3 separate regions of the Macaca mulatta genome follow, and all the other regions are linked to region 1. A link is a contact called in public Hi-C data. All regions are on one chromosome and are shown on one strand. The core of a region is the stretch at or near the end of the contact, and the rest is flanking DNA. Distances in the headings are between cores, read along the strand shown. Region 1 holds the start of CTCF (CCCTC-binding factor). Region 2 holds the start of CARMIL2 (capping protein regulator and myosin 1 linker 2). Region 3 holds the start of ENKD1 (enkurin domain containing 1).

Region 1 (3,106 bases), core at 478-2,977:
TCAAGTGATTCACCTGCCTTGGCCTCCCAAAGTGCCAAGATAACAGGCGAGCCACCGCGCCTGGCCCGTAGCATCTTTTAAAACATCTCTTCTTTCTATTATCTATCCCCAAACTTATCTGGTCCCTTCACAGCAAAACCTCTCTCAAATTGCATACATGTGCTGTCTCCATTTCCCCACTTTCCTGGTCACTCTTCAACCCAATCCGGTCAGGTCCACCTCCCTGATATACCCACATCAATCAAGCCAAGGCCATCAATGACATTCTCCAGTGACTTGCAAGGTGACCCAATCCAACAGCCATATCTCTGGCCCAAGTTTATCACACTGCTCAGCGGATGCCTCCTACCTGAAACCTTCTCTGCCCAGGGATTCCACAACTCAGCGCTAGATTTCATGACTTCCTAGATGCTCCCTTTCAGACTCCTTCTCCATTACCCTTCCAATATTGGAGTGCCCCAGGATTTGGCTATGGAATTTCTCTTCACTCTTTCCTTCAAGCCAAGCCAGGGGTCGTAAACTGACAGCTCATCTGTGTGGTTTAATCAGCTCATGAAGTTTAAAAGCATCTGATTCAGTTGCTAACATCTAAAAACTCTGGAGATTTGACATCTTAAAAATACAGATTTTTTTATTCCTTTAGGGAAAAAAAAAAACAGTATCTGTTATTGGGCCAGCATTCTCACAACGGAACGGTCAGCTGGATGGGGCAGAAGCTGCTCCCTAGATGCTGGGTCCATTTGATATCTAATGGAAGAATCATATTCCCTGTAAGTACCAAAAGGCTCTCCTCCCAGAGCCACCAGCACCTTGCAGTCAGTTCTTGGTCAACTTGACTGCAGGTTGGGAAGGGTCCGTAGGTGCCTCCTGGGGAGGGGTGGGACTGAATGCCTCCGCTCACAGAGAACAGCTCTCCCGTACAGACAAGAAATGTACGTTTCAGTGCTAAATACAGAAAGACCTTTCGGTAAATAAGGCGACTGCTATGATCGTGTTAAAGCATCAAGTCTGGTCTTCCGCTGCCTCTCCGGGCTGAGGTGGCTTGGGGACACCCAGAGGAAGCCCTCCTACTCTTCTCTCGCACCCACTTTTAGGTGGCCCTCTTCTAGGTCGGAGAGATCATCAAAAGCCGCTGAGCAAGGACAGCCTTTCCAGCCGTCGCTCGCGAGGACGGAGCTAGGAGCGCGCGGGAACCGACCCGGCCTTACTCGGTGGCGGGCAGCTGTGAGACGTTCGGAAGGCGGGTCGGGCCTGGCTGGGGCGGAGACTGGGCGGGGCCGGGCCCAGGAGCCTCCTCTGCTCCACTGGCCGGCCCCGCGCGCGCTTCCTCCAGCCACCCCCCATTTCCCCAACCCTGTACGGGTTCAAGGGGCCGGAGACAGCAGCTGGGGAATCAGGTCAAGCGGACTGGATCCGGCACCGCCCAGGGGCGGCGGCCTCCGCCCAGGAAGCCCCACCCAGCGGGAGCCGGGACGCCGCGGCGCCGGCAGAGCCCACGCGCGACCCGGCGAGGGCGCGGAAGGGCGCGTGCAGCGTGACGACGCGACTCGCGGCGCGTCCCGTGACGCCATCGCGCCCGCTTTTGAAAGTTGGCGCCCGGGGCCGCCTCCCATGCTGCCCTGCGCCAACCCCTCCCCTCACCTTTCCTCCCCCGCCCTCTACTCGCCGCCCGGCCGGCCCCCCCACCCGTCCCTTCCCTTATCAGCACCCGCGGCCCCGGCAGCGCCGACGCAGGCGCACTGCACCGCGCCGCCGCCATTTTGTGTCCGAGCCTGTGGAGCGATTAAACCGTGCGCGGAGCTGCTTCTTTGGCGGCAGCGGCGGCGGCGGTAGCCGGTGCGGACGCGCGGAGCTCGCCGGAGACGCCGGGTGGCCGGAGCCGTGGAGCGGCGGCGGAGCGGGCGCCGCGGGGGGTGTGGCGCGGAGGTAAGGGGGCCCGGGGTGGAGGAGGTTTCGCGGGCCGCCTCTAGGTGTCACGATGGGGCCGCTCCGGTCGGCGCTGGCTGCAGCCCGGCGCCAGCGCCGCCGCCGGGGGGTGTTTGTCTCCCTCTACCGTCCCTGCTGCGGCGCGGCCGCCGCCATTGCCCGTCGCCGCCGTGGCCTGGCCGCCCCCCCACCCCCACGCCCGTCCGCTAGGCCTCCCTCCTGGCAGCGCGCTAGGCCTTGGGCGGCGGCAGAGGCAGAGGCCCGCGCGCCCGGCGACTCCATTTTCCTTCCTTTGTCTCTGCCCTCGAGGCCGGTTCTTGGCCGGCCGATCGCCCGGCCGCGGCCCGCCCTCTGTCCTGTGTCCTCCGCCCCTCCTGTGGCGGGTGGCACCAGCTGAGACGCTATCTCCGCGTCCCGGCTTCGGCGCCCGCCTAGCTAAAGGGTTCGGACCCACTGCCACCGCGCGCTCAACCAGGTCCCGGTGCCGTATGGGTGTCGGGCCCTGGCCGTCGCGTCTCGGGCTGCCCCTCCTCCAGCCCGCCCCGTCCCCGGAACCTACCCTGCCGCCCTGCGTGCCTCCCCAGCTGCTTGGCTGCTCGGCGGTCGCTCCCAGTCCGCGCGTCGCCGCCGCTGGTCTCCGTCTCCGCCGAGTGGCGCAGGCGGCGCTGCAGCGGCTGCGAGCAGAGGGACCCCAGAGCTGCCGAGAGCTCCCTCTGCAAGGCTGGCTGAGCTGCTCGCACCTCTACGCCGCCTGAGCGGGCGGGGGGACGCGCGCTCGCCGCCCCCGCTGCGCCCCCAAACTCGCGCCCGGGCTCCTGGCTGGACCCGACCGGTGCGGGCCCCCCTTCAGGGGGCGGAAAAGATGCGAGTTCCGCACCAAGTAGTTTTTATCCATCCGGGTTCGGACTCCCCAGCCCCTTGGAGTGATGGCAACCTGACTGTGCGCTCAGAGATCTCAAAGGGACTGAAACTTAAATTTCACTCTGATCTCAAGTGACGTGACAAATTTCTGAATTTGGGAGTATGGGCTGAGTCCTTAGAGTTTCCCTCCCGCTTTAAAATGTCCTCACACTAACTTAGTACCTGATGCTCTAGGGCTAGGCGAAGGCGGTTCTGCCCCGGGATTGTGCAACTCGATCTAGAGCGCCAGTAGGGCAGAATGAATTTATTCTTGACTGGT
Region 2 (2,934 bases), core at 97-2,596, 85 kb after region 1:
ACTCTGTCTCTAATAATAATAATAATTAGCCTGGGCATGATGGTGGGCGCCTGTAATCCCAGCTACTCAGGAGACTGAAGGAGGAGAATCGCTGTAACCTGGGAGGCAGAGGCTGCAGTGAGCCAAGATTGTGCCACTGCGCTCCAGTCTGGACCACAGAGCAAGACTCTGTCTCAAAACAAACAAACAAACCAAGTATGTCTCTTCAATCGGGAAGGCAGCAGGAACTCTCTGTGCAGCATCTTCTCCAGCTGACTCCTCCCTGTCACCCTTAGCTGTCTTTTCACCTCCACCTTGCTGAGCTACGGGCAGGGTAGACTGCTGATCCTTACCGCTTAAGTGGAGTTTAGATTGTAATAGAAGAAAAAAAAATGCAGCCTCTTCCTGTGAACCTTCCAGAATCTAGGTCCTGGTCTTTTAGAGGGCAACAGGCTAGCAGGCCCTACCCCATGACTGTCTGACCCCTCTCAGCCCTGGAGACACTAGCTTATCTCTCTCTCTGGCTGCCCAAACTCTGTCCAGCTTGGGGAGAAGGCAGATACAGGAAGACCCCCCATGTACCTGGAGGACTCACTCCGGCCCTCTATGAAGTGCTTGGGGTTCAGGACTCAGCCCCAGGCTGCCCCCCTGAAGGCCCCAGGTACACCCTCACCTTCAGCCCTGACCTTACCACTGCCGGCAAGGAAGGGCGCTGGACCCATCAGGCTTTTTTTTTTTTTTCAGACAGGACCTGGCTTTGTCACCCAGACTGGAGTATAGTTGTGCAATCTCCGCTCACTACAACCTCTGCCTCCCAAGCTCAAGCGATCCTCCCACCTCAGCCTCCCAAGTAGCTAGGATTACAGACACACGCCATCACACCGGCTAAGTTTTAATTTTTTTTTTTTTTTTTTTTTTTTTTTGTAGAGACAGGGTCTCCCTGTGTTGGCCAGCTTGGTCTCGAACTCCTTGGCTCAAACGTTCCTCCCGCCTCGGCCTTCCAAGGTGCTGGGATTACAAGCGTGAGCCACCGCGCCTGGCCCCATCTGGCATTTTTTCCCACCTATTCAAAATCTCTTGGATCTGTAACACGGTCACGGACTCCAGGTTCGGAGCAACGGGCAGGATCCCCGGTGTTGGCAGATATCGGGTGCTCCTTGCTGAACAGTCCCCCTTCTGCCAGGCGCCTCGTCCACCTCCGCAGCCTGGACTCTGGAGGGGACCAGCCTGGGTGGGCCGCGGGGATCCCCGGGCAGGCAGCGTCCCCTGGTGTTCGCGGCAGGGACTGCGGGGCGGGGTGGAAGCAGGGGGCGAGGACCAGCTGGAGGCCCGCCACACGCGCCACCCTCCTGGCCACGCCACTCCCCACCGCAACGTCTACCCTGGCGGAGAAGCTCCTGGGCGACAGGGTGGGAGGGCAGGTGGGACTCGGCCCCCCTCCCACAACCCCGCTCCCTGGTGAGCTCTAGGGCCGCGAGGCCGGGGCGGGGAGGGGCCGGGCCGGGGGCGGCCTGGCAGGAAGCGGCGCGCACCTTCCGCCGCCGGGGGAGCAGGTGGCTGCCGTGCGGGTCGGGGCCCCTGGCTTCCTGTGTGCGCGCTCGTCCGCTGCTGTTTCCCGCCGGAGCTCGTTGGGCCTCCCGGGCCCACCCTGCCAATGGCCCAGACCCCCGACGGCATCTCCTGTGAGCTGCGAGGTAAGCGCTGGCTCTTCCCGCCTTCTTGGCTGGGAGGAAGTAGTGCAGCCCCAAAATCAGAGGCCCACCCAGCGCCCCGGAGGGCCCGGTCAGAGGTTCTCTCTGCTCCCCAGGAGGGCGGGCGCCCCAGATCCTCTCCCTTCCTTCCTCGCTGGCTGCAGATTAGCCCCAGGGCCCCAGCCTGGCACAGACTGCGGGCACCAGTGGCTTATGTGCAAGGACCGAAGTCATCCAGCAGGCTGCCCTTCCACAGGCGAGATCACCAGGTTCCTGTGGCCCAAAGAGGTGGAGCTGCTGCTGAAAACCTGGCTACCCGGGGAGGGTGCTGTGCAAAACCATGTCCTGGTATGGGGCAGGGGACAGAGCCGGGGAGGCAGCTGTGGCCCCACAGAAAGAGCCTCTTGTTCTGCCCAGGGTATCAGACTGTCTTTCCCCAGGCGCTGCTACGATGGAGAGCCTACCTGCTACACACCACCTGCCTCCCGCTGAGGGTGAGTCCCAGGGCCTGGCCACACCTCCCACCCTCCAGCAGCTACCTCGGCAAAGGGCTGCATCTGCGGTCCTTCTTGGCCTTGTGGGCCCTGACTTTGCACCAGCAGTCGGCTCGGGGCAGCCAACAGGAGTGGAGTCCAGGCAGGTCTGGCTCTGCTCCAGGCTGCCCAAAGGACTGGGCTTCCATGAAGGCGGGGTTTGGGGCTTGGTCCCAGCTGATCTAGGTGCTTCCTAGGTGGACTGCACATTCAGCTACCTGGAGGTCCAGGCCATGGCGCTGCAGGAGACACCCCCTCAGGTGAGACATCTAGTACCCCACCTGGGCCTGCAGCCTGGTCTTCATGCTACCACCATCACCTGCGCCCATGCGTGGAGCCGAGGCCCAGTAGTCCCCCTTCCCTAGGTCACCTTTGAGCTGGAGTCCCTGCGTGAGTTGGTCCTGGAGTTTCCTGGTGTGGCCGCCCTGGAACAGCTGGCCCAGCATGTGGCTGCAGCCATCAAGAAGGTCTTCCCTCGCTCGACCCTTGGGTGAGGCCTGGCAAATTTGAGGGGCTGACAGGGGAGGAAGGAGGAGGGAGTGCATGAGAAGGGCTGCTTCCCATCCCAGAGGCTGGAAGTCCCTTGCCTCCTTCTGCTTAACCCCCTACCAGGAAGCTATTCCGGAGGCCCACACCTGCCTCCATGCTGGCTCGGCTGGAGAGAAGCAGCCCCTTGGAGTCCACTGGCCCCTGCAGCCCCTGTGGTAAGGGCAAAGGCAGGACCACAGGCC
Region 3 (2,700 bases), core at 116-2,615, 110 kb after region 1:
CTCTTGTTCTTTGTCTCCCACCTTGACTCAGTGATGGCTCATGCTTATCTTCAACCCTGTGTTCTAGCACCTATATGGCCTGGCACACAGTGGGCACTCAACAAACAAATTTGACGGGTAATAAATGCACGAGCAGGCTGGGCGCGGTGGCTCAAGCCTCTAATCCCAGCACTTTGGGAGGCCGAAACGGGCGGATCACGAGGTCAGGAGATCGAGACCATCCTAGCTAACACGGTGAAACCCCGTCTCTACTAAAAATACAAAAACTTAGCTGGGCATGGTGGCGGGCGCCTGTAGTCCCAGCTACTCGGGAGGCTGAGGCAGGAGAATGGCGTGAACCCGGGAGGCGGAGCTTGCAGTGAGCTGAGATCCGGCCACTGCACTCCAGCCTGGGCGACAGAGCGAGACTCCGTCTCAAAAAATAAAAATAAATAAATAAATAAATAAATAAATAAAATAAATGCACGAAGCAGAGCTAGGGCTTCGTGGGAACTACCTTATTCAGTTCACTTCCTTCGAGAAGGTAGCACATTTCTCCCCCTTTTATAGTTGGGGAAACTGAGACTCAAGAGATGCAAAGCCTGGGCCCAGGTCAGGGCGGAAAGAGCAGCTGCTTTTGATCTCTTTCCACCCCGCATTGCCTCTCTGCCCCTTCTTCCATTCCTGGGACTTACTCTTAAGAGAGGCCCCAGGACCTAGGGAGATCCCCTCGAGTTGCAACAGCACGTCCCCGACGCCGCGCCGGCCGCGCTCCAGGATCTCTCGGGCACCGGGACCGATGCGGGGGCCACAGGGAGCGGTGGCGTCCAGGGCCCGGTCCGAGGTCAGCAAGTCCAGCTTCAGCGCGTTTCCCTCGAGGCGCCCTTGAGCTGTGGGGCGGAGCCGGGCGGAGTCCAGGACTCAGGTGGAGCCGGGGCCGACCCCTGAGCCTAGCACCACCGCCAAGCCCCCGGACTCACCCGAGGCCGGCCGCCGGTAGTAGTCAGGGCAGAGCGTCGGGTCTGGGGGGATGGGCCCCGAGATGCGGGACGGGCCCTCGCACATGCCGCCGGCACCGCCCAGCAACGGTGCCCCGAGGCCTGCAGGGCTGTGCACCTCCCTCCCCGGGCCCCCTTCCCCAACCCCGGGCCTCCTCCCTCGCCTAGGACCCTGACCCTGGCGTGCCCGTCACTCCCGGGCCCCTGCCGGTCCCTGCCTGGGCCCCGGCCTCGCTCGCCGCCTCCGCGACCTCTCCCCCCAGCCCACTTCTCGGTCCCGCTCGCGGCCTCTCCCCCGCGGCACTTGGGCAGGGGCTCACTCGAGAGGTTTTGCCGCCAGCCGCTGCCACCCGACGGGAGTTGTTGTTGCCGGGCAACCGTGGCTTCCGTCCCCGGGGTCAGGGCCCACTGACCCTGGCGCAAAGCGTCCTGGGGCTTGTAGTTTCCGCTGAGTGTGGGCTCCGCGGTCGCGGGTTTCGCTTCCCAGCTCTGCCCTCGCTTGCTGGCCCGTCTCCAGGGTCAGCGCGGGGCCACCATCCAGCCGCTCGGGGCCCTCCCCAAGCAGCTGTGGAGGATGCACTGAGCCTGCGCAGCCATGGCCTCGGCAGGGGCGGAGAGGCGGCCGGGGGTCCAGGAGGCTACGGTAGTGGGGCAGGGACAGCTCGCGGAGGACCCCGGCAGCGCTGAGACCTCCGAGGTGACCGTCAGGCTGTTTAACCTTCAAACAGGGGGCCGCAGCACTCTGAGAGGCGGAACTCTGAGCGCCCCGACCCGCTAACTGCCAGGCTGGGCCCTCCAGGCGGGGAGGGGCACAGGCTGGTGTCCTTATTCCCGTTTCGGTGTCTAATGTTAGGTGTTCAGTGACGGATCCCTATGTCCTTTGCCCGACCATGGTGACCGATGGCCTGTGTGTCACCTCTAGTGTCCAGTGGCGGAAGAACATTTCCTGGTGCCAGCCCATGAGGCCCGCGGAACCCAGGGTGAAGACCAGCGCCCAGCAGGCGCAGCTTCGGAGCTGGAGCTCCAGGAGGAAGGACCCAAGCTGGAGGAGGAGAGGCCCAAGCCGGAAGCCGGGGCGCTAGAGGAGAGAGGCCCCAGGCCCGTGGTCTCCATTGTGAGGCCCCGTCATGGTCCAAAGAGAAAGCCTGTCAAGTGAGGGGGCTCTGGGGGAGGAGGAGGGGAAGGAGCTGCAGGCCCGGGGTTGGGGCACACACCCCAGTAGCATTCCTGATTCCTGCACTCCTGCAGGAAGGATTCTTGTCCCCTGTCACTACCATCACTCTCCTCTCCCGTTCTTCCAGAGCCCCCATGTAGGGAGCAGCAGGAGAGTGGGAGCTTCAGGGTTTGTAGGGCACTGGGCTCACTGGCCTCTAAGCCTCTTGGGCCTGGGGCCTCATCGACCAGGAAAGGGGCAGGCGTCGAGTCCTGGGGCGGTGGGCAGGCTGGGGTATTCCCTGGGTCAGGTCTCTTGTCCCTGGCTCAGGTCCCTCAGCCTCCCGGGCCTTCGTGCCCATCCCAAGGCTGAAGCTGAGCTGCCACCCAGGCTGCCGCTGCAGGAGGAGGAGCCAGAGGGCGGCCAGAGTGAGCCCTCACCATCTGCCAAACAGCACAAAAAAGCCAAGAAGCGCAAGAGCCTGGGGGCTCCCGTGCTCCACGCTGTGGCCAGCACGGTGTCTGCACCCTTAGAGACATTGGGGCTGGAGCGTGAGTGGCAGTCCCTGGG

Evidence for each region. A called contact is a pair of places that touch in the nucleus more often than the background predicts.
Region 2: a Hi-C map of cortical neurons shows a contact between it and region 1, with 2.5 times the contacts expected there. The contact joins the promoter of CARMIL2 here to the promoter of CTCF in region 1. A contact is called at or near these places in 2 of 14 Hi-C or Micro-C datasets (cortical neurons and fetal cortical plate).
Region 3: a Hi-C map of fetal cortex germinal zone shows a contact between it and region 1, with 2.4 times the contacts expected there. The contact joins the promoter of ENKD1 here to the promoter of CTCF in region 1. A contact is called at or near these places in 2 of 14 Hi-C or Micro-C datasets (fetal cortex germinal zone and liver).

The regions. Positions count from the first base shown.
Region 1 is chr20:63,112,853-63,115,958 of T2T-MMU8v2.0, forward strand. CTCF (CCCTC-binding factor) reads left to right here and starts at 1,728. Exons shown (of 10, transcript XM_077984321.1): 1 at 1,728-1,926.
Region 2 is chr20:63,198,387-63,201,320 of T2T-MMU8v2.0, forward strand. CARMIL2 (capping protein regulator and myosin 1 linker 2) reads left to right here and starts at 1,347. Exons shown (of 39, transcript XM_077984238.1): 1 at 1,347-1,673; 2 at 1,927-2,018; 3 at 2,111-2,164; 4 at 2,401-2,463; 5 at 2,569-2,693; 6 at 2,816-2,907. The coding sequence starts at 1,634.
Region 3 is chr20:63,221,307-63,224,006 of T2T-MMU8v2.0, forward strand. It overlaps ENKD1 (enkurin domain containing 1), which reads right to left and starts at 1,366. Exons shown (of 7, transcript NM_001193959.2): 1 at 960-1,366; 2 at 675-869. The coding sequence starts at 1,044. It overlaps C20H16orf86 (chromosome 20 C16orf86 homolog), which reads left to right and starts at 1,416. Exons shown (of 4, transcript XM_001093031.5): 1 at 1,416-1,674; 2 at 1,900-2,129; 3 at 2,461-2,681. The coding sequence starts at 1,573.